Regions from separate parts of the Sus scrofa genome. Here region 1 is linked to region 2. The links are chromatin contacts, called in public HiChIP or PLAC-seq maps. All regions are on one chromosome and are shown on one strand. The core of a region is the stretch at or near the end of the contact, and the rest is flanking DNA. Distances in the headings are between cores, read along the strand shown. Region 1 overlaps LOC110256931 (a long non-coding RNA gene). Region 2 overlaps LOC110256931 (a long non-coding RNA gene).

Region 1 (2,700 bases), core at 26-2,525, 78 kb before region 2:
ATGGGAACGCAGGTTGGATCCCTGGCGTCTTGCTCAGTGGATTAAGTATCCAGCTTTTCTGTGAGCTGGGGTGTAGGTCGCAGATGCGGCTGGGATCCCACGTTACTGTGGCTGTGGTGTAGGCTGGCAGCTGTAGCTCAGATTCGACCCCTAGCCTGGGAACCTCCATATGCTGCTAGTGCAACCCTAAAAAGACAAATATATATATACACACATAAAAATATGTATGTATATATATAAAATATATATAGGGTTTTAAAAAACTGAAGTATAGCTGATTTGGAAAATTGTGTTAGTTATAGGTATACAGCAAAGTAGTTCAGTTACATATATATAGTTTTTCAGATTATTTTCTTTTTTTTTTCTTTTAGGGCTGCACCAATAGCATATGGAAGTTCCCAGGCTAGGGTTGAATCGGAGCTATAGATGCTGGCCTACACCACAGCCACAGCAATGCAGGATATGAGCAGCATCTGCAGCCTACACCATAGATCACGGTAATGCTAGATCCTTAACCTACTGAGCAAGGCCAGGGATCAAACCTTCATTCTCATGGATGCTAGTCAGATTTGTTTCTGTTGTACCACAATGGGAACTCTGAGATTATTTTCCATTAATGGTTATCATAAGATACTGAATTAGTTCTCTGTGCTATACAGTAAATCCTTGATGCTTATCTATTTTATGTATAGTAGTTTATATCTGTTACTCCCATACTCCTAATTTATCCCTTCCCCTCTCCTTTCCCCTTTAGTAACCATAAGTTTGTTTTCTATGTCTGTGTTTCTGTTTTGTGTATAGATTCATTTGTATTATTTTAAAAAGTCCACATATAAGTGATATCATATAATATTTGTCTTTGTCTTACCTCTCTTAGAATGATAATCTCTAGATCCACCCATGTTGTTGCAAATGGCAATATTTCATTCTTGTGGCTGAGTAATATTCTTGAGTGTATATATGTGTGTGTGTGTGTGTACATATATATATATATATGGCCTACACCACAGCCACAGCAATACAGGATATGAGCAGCATCTGCAGCCTACACCACAGATCACGGTAATGCTAGATCCTTAACCTACTGAGCAAGGCCAGGGGCATGTATATATATATGACATCTTAAGCCAATCATCTGTTGATGGGCACTTGGATTCTTTCCATGTCTTGGCTATTGTAGTTTGTTTTTTTTTTTTTTTTTTTAGGGCCGCACCCATGGCATGTGGAGGTTCCCAGGCTGGGGTTGAGTCAGAGCTGACGGGGCTGGTCTGCACCGTAGCCCATAGCAACATGGGATCCAAGCCATGTCTGCGACCAACATCACAGTTCACAGCAACAGTGGATCCTTAACCCACTGAACAGGGGGCCAGGAATCGACTCTGAGTCCTCATAGATGCTAGTTGTATTCATTACCTCTGAGCCATGACAGGAACTCCTATGTCTTGGCTGTTGTAAATAGTGCTGCTGTAAACATTGCACTGCATGAATCTTCTTTTTTTTTTTAGGGCAGCACCTGCAATATATGGAAGTTCTTGGGCTAGGGGTCCAGTTGAAGCTGTAGGTGCCAGCCTACACCACAGCCACAGCCACAGCCACAGCAGATCTGTGACTTACACCTCGGCTCATCCTTAACCCACTGAGCAGGGTCAGGGATCAAATGTGCATCCTCATGGAGACTAGTCAGGTTCATTACTGCTGAGTCATAATGGGAACTCAGGCATATATCTTTCTGAATTAAGAGTTTTCATCTTTTCTGAATATATGTCCAGGAGTAAGGGGTTGTTGAGTCATATGGTATTTCTATTTTTAGTTTATTACTATTTATAGTTTATTACTATTTTTCATGGTGGCTGCACAAATTACATTCCCACCAACAGTGTAGGAAGGTTCCCTTTTCTCCACATCCTCTTCAGCATTTATTATTTGTATATTTTTAAAATGATAGCCATTCTGGCCAGTGTGAGGTGATACCTCATTGTGTTTTTGTTTGTTTGTTTTCATTTTTGGCCGCCCTGCAGCATATCACATATGGAATTCCTTGGCCAGGGATCAGATCCGAGCAGCAGTCACACCTAAGCCACAGCTGCAGCAACACTGGATCCTTAACCCTGTGTGTCAGGCAGGGGATCAAACCTGTATCCCAGTGCTTCCAAGACGCTGCTGATCTCATTGTGCCACAGTGGGAACTCTCTCATTGTAGTTTTGATTTGCATTTCTCTTTAAATTTAGTGATGTTGAGCATCTTTTCATGTGTCTGTTGGCCATGTCTTCCTTGGAGAAATGTCTGTTTAGGTCTTCTGCCCATATTTGATTGGGTTGTGTGGGTTTTTGATACTGAATTGTATAAACTGTGTATTTTGGAAAATAAGCTCTTGTGGCTTTGTTTGTGAATGTTTTCTCCCAATCTGCATGTTGTCTTTTTGTTTTGTTGATGGTTTCCTTTGCTTTGCAAAAAATTTAAAATGTGATCAGGTCCTATTTGTTTATTTTTGCTTTTATTTCTACGGCCTTATGAGACTGACCTAAGAAAAACATTGGTATGTTTATGTCTGAGACTGTTTTTCCTGTGTTCTATTCTAGGAGTTTTATGGTGTCATGTCTTATATATAGGTCTTTTAACCATTTTGAGTTTACTTTTATATAAAGTGTGAGGGTGTGAGGTTGTGTTCTAGTTTCATTGATTTACGTGTAGCTGTCGAA
Region 2 (2,700 bases), core at 10-2,509:
CGGAGCTGTAGCTGCCGGCCTACACCACAGCCACAGCAACACCAGATCCAAGCTGCGTCTGCGACCTACACCACAGTTCACGGCAACACCGAATCCTTAAGCCTCTGAGCAAGGCCAGGGATCAAACCCGAAACCTCATGGTTCCTAGTCAGATTCATTTTCGCTGCGCCCTGACAGAACTCTGTGAACTTTATTCTAAGTGATGGAAAAGTCATTGGACAGTTTTTAGGAAGGGAGTATTGTGAGCTAATATTTGTCACTGAGTTAAGACTAGAAGGGACACTAGAATAGACATATATATAGGAGAACAATATCTTGAACTAATGAATTAAAAAGCAGTAATAACTTCTTTTGAATTAAGGACAGAATGAGGATGGATGATTAGCAGAATGGGTTGGGAGGTGTGAGATAAAGAAGGAACCAAGGAAAACTCAGTTCTCTGTGCTTGAACAAGTCAAGTATCCTCTGCAACATCTATTTTCCCCGAGTATATAATAAGAAATACCACTTTCCCGGTTCTTTGAATTGTTATATGGATCTGATGAAATTATGCATGAAAGCATATTATGAATCTTAAAACGCGTTAACATCATGTTACTTTTTAACACTAAACACTTGAAAACTTACCTTAAATTAAGCCATACCTTGTTAATTAAGAAATTTCTAAAAGCTTGGATTTGACAGAGATAAGAACTCTAAGCCATATATAGTTAGGAAGCAGTTTAACTTATAACTTTCCCTGGGTTTATAGTTCCTTTGTAATGATATTTTCAATCTTTAATAATTTCGCCACTGTTCGTAAGGATTAACACGAAGCAGTTTCTCCTGTAAATTAGTAATGAGTAGATCATCTTCTGGCCAGAGGCTGAACTGCTAATCTAATCATAAAGAAATGGGTACCTATATACAGTACCTGGGTATCTGTTGTTTGTAATATATTTAAGACTGTGATTTCCTTGTTAGTAAATATTTGAAAACAAATAAAACTAGCCCAAACATCCTTTAATTTATTTACTAAAATGTTACGTTAGCCCTGGGGTGTTGCTTATATAATTTACCATACCATAGTAAATAACAACCTGTAAATAAACTCCAGGGGTTTTATGCTTTTTTGTGCCATTCCAATTCTACTTTTCCTGACAATTTTAGATTAATTAAAATACGACTTATGGCATCAAGAAAGACACATATTCTAGACAGACTTTTTAGTTTACGAAATTACTTAAGTATGATTCAGCTGAATGCTATTTCTCTTTTCCTTCTGCAGATTTCTCAACAGTGATGTCACAAGATTGACCGCACTGATCACAGTAAGACCAAAATGATAATTATGCTTTTACAGCTATTTGTTTTCTCTGAGAATGAAAATTAAGTTAGAAAATATAATTTTTTTTTTCTTTTTGAGCTGCAAGTGTGGCATATAGAAGTTCCCAGGCTAGGGTTCAAATCAGAGCTGCAGCTGCCAACCTACGCCACAACCACAGCAATGCAGGATCCAAGCCGCATTTGCCACCTACACCACAGCTCACAGCAGCACCAGATCCTTAACCCACTGAACAAGGCCAGGGGTCAAATCCATTTTCTCATGGATACTAGTTGGGTTCATGACCACTGAGCCACGAGTGGGAACTCCGAAAATATTTATAATTTTAAATTGTTTTTCTTTCAACAGCCAATTGAATGTTTACATTTTAATGAATCACCTCTCACACTGTAGTTGTTTAAATACCTCTTTAAATGCTTTTTAAAGGTTTAAAATGAAAATTAAACTTAATTTATAACTGAAATTGTATGCCTAATTATATTAACATTTCAGTGCGAATCATAATCCGAACATCATCTTTTTCACTTTTTGTTCTTTCTAAAATATGACACAAAACATTTAAGGCAACTCCATGTTAGAAAGAAAATTATAAAAATAAAATTACTTGAGACTGTAATCACATATTAAGGAAAGACTATGAAAACAGCTTTGAAAGGATTATTAAGCTTCTTTCTTAAATTTTTCATTGATATTTAAGTGATTCATAAGGAGTCATCCAAATGTAAAGAGTTGTTGAAAAGGATAGTTCTCTGAACTATCTTCTTTTCCTCTTTAATTTTATTTAAAACATTTATTTCTACTGTATATAAGGAAACATGTTACTTAAAGAAGAACTTTATTCAAGGCCTTGATCTACATTGTTAGAAAATTCTAATTAGTAAAATCTGCATTATAGGAACGAAATGTTATGGCATTTTTGAAAACTCCTTTTAAATGAAAGGAGTAAAAAATTGAGTAAATTATGTACTCAATGAATCTGCTTTTTTAACCCTGTTTTAATTGTTCATTAGAAGCAGTAATTATCAGAAATGTAAACGATGTATATAATCTTGTGTTTTAAAATTTTTTTGGAAACTGGTTCATTTGTTAAATTTAACATTTTTCAGGGTCCAGAGAGAACTTTTATTGTATTTTTTAAAGGTTTTATCATCATTGTTGAGTCCACAGATGTTTATGGCTTGTTCATTCATTGTCCTAAGGGAGCATTTTAGCTGTCTCTGATTTGTAGCTCTTTGCTTGTTTGTTTTTTCTTAATCAGAACTTTATTGCCCTAACTGAATAGTTTACAACAAAGTATTAACATATTTCTGTAGTAATTTTTTGTTTTGCATTTAGTGTTTTACAATCAAGGAAGTTAAAATTAGCATTGGATGAAA

Evidence for each region. HiChIP or PLAC-seq counts read pairs in DNA pulled down with a chosen protein or histone mark.
Region 1: an H3K27ac HiChIP or PLAC-seq map of alveolar macrophages shows a contact between it and region 2. The contact joins two enhancer-like sites. A contact is called at or near these places in 2 of 47 Hi-C or Micro-C datasets (embryonic fibroblasts and epiblast stem cells) and 1 of 2 datasets of contacts at active chromatin or transcription factors (alveolar macrophages).

What each region holds. Positions count from the first base shown.
Region 1 is chr15:66,554,031-66,556,730 of Sscrofa11.1, reverse strand. All of the region lies in intron 4 of LOC110256931 (a long non-coding RNA gene), which reads left to right. Among named protein-coding and RNA genes, the nearest start is that of MARCH7, 94 kb to the left of the region's middle. Within about 2 kb of position 1,275, at least 7 of the 83 cell types and tissues checked have an H3K27ac peak or open chromatin away from gene starts, as enhancers often do. A contact at or near this core is called in alveolar macrophages, where this site is marked.
Region 2 is chr15:66,476,275-66,478,974 of Sscrofa11.1, reverse strand. It overlaps LOC110256931 (a long non-coding RNA gene), which reads left to right. Exons shown (of 5, transcript XR_002339014.1): 5 at 1,268-1,315. Among named protein-coding and RNA genes, the nearest start is that of BAZ2B, 66 kb to the right of the region's middle. Within about 2 kb of position 1,259, at least 8 of the 83 cell types and tissues checked have an H3K27ac peak or open chromatin away from gene starts, as enhancers often do. A contact at or near this core is called in alveolar macrophages, where this site is marked.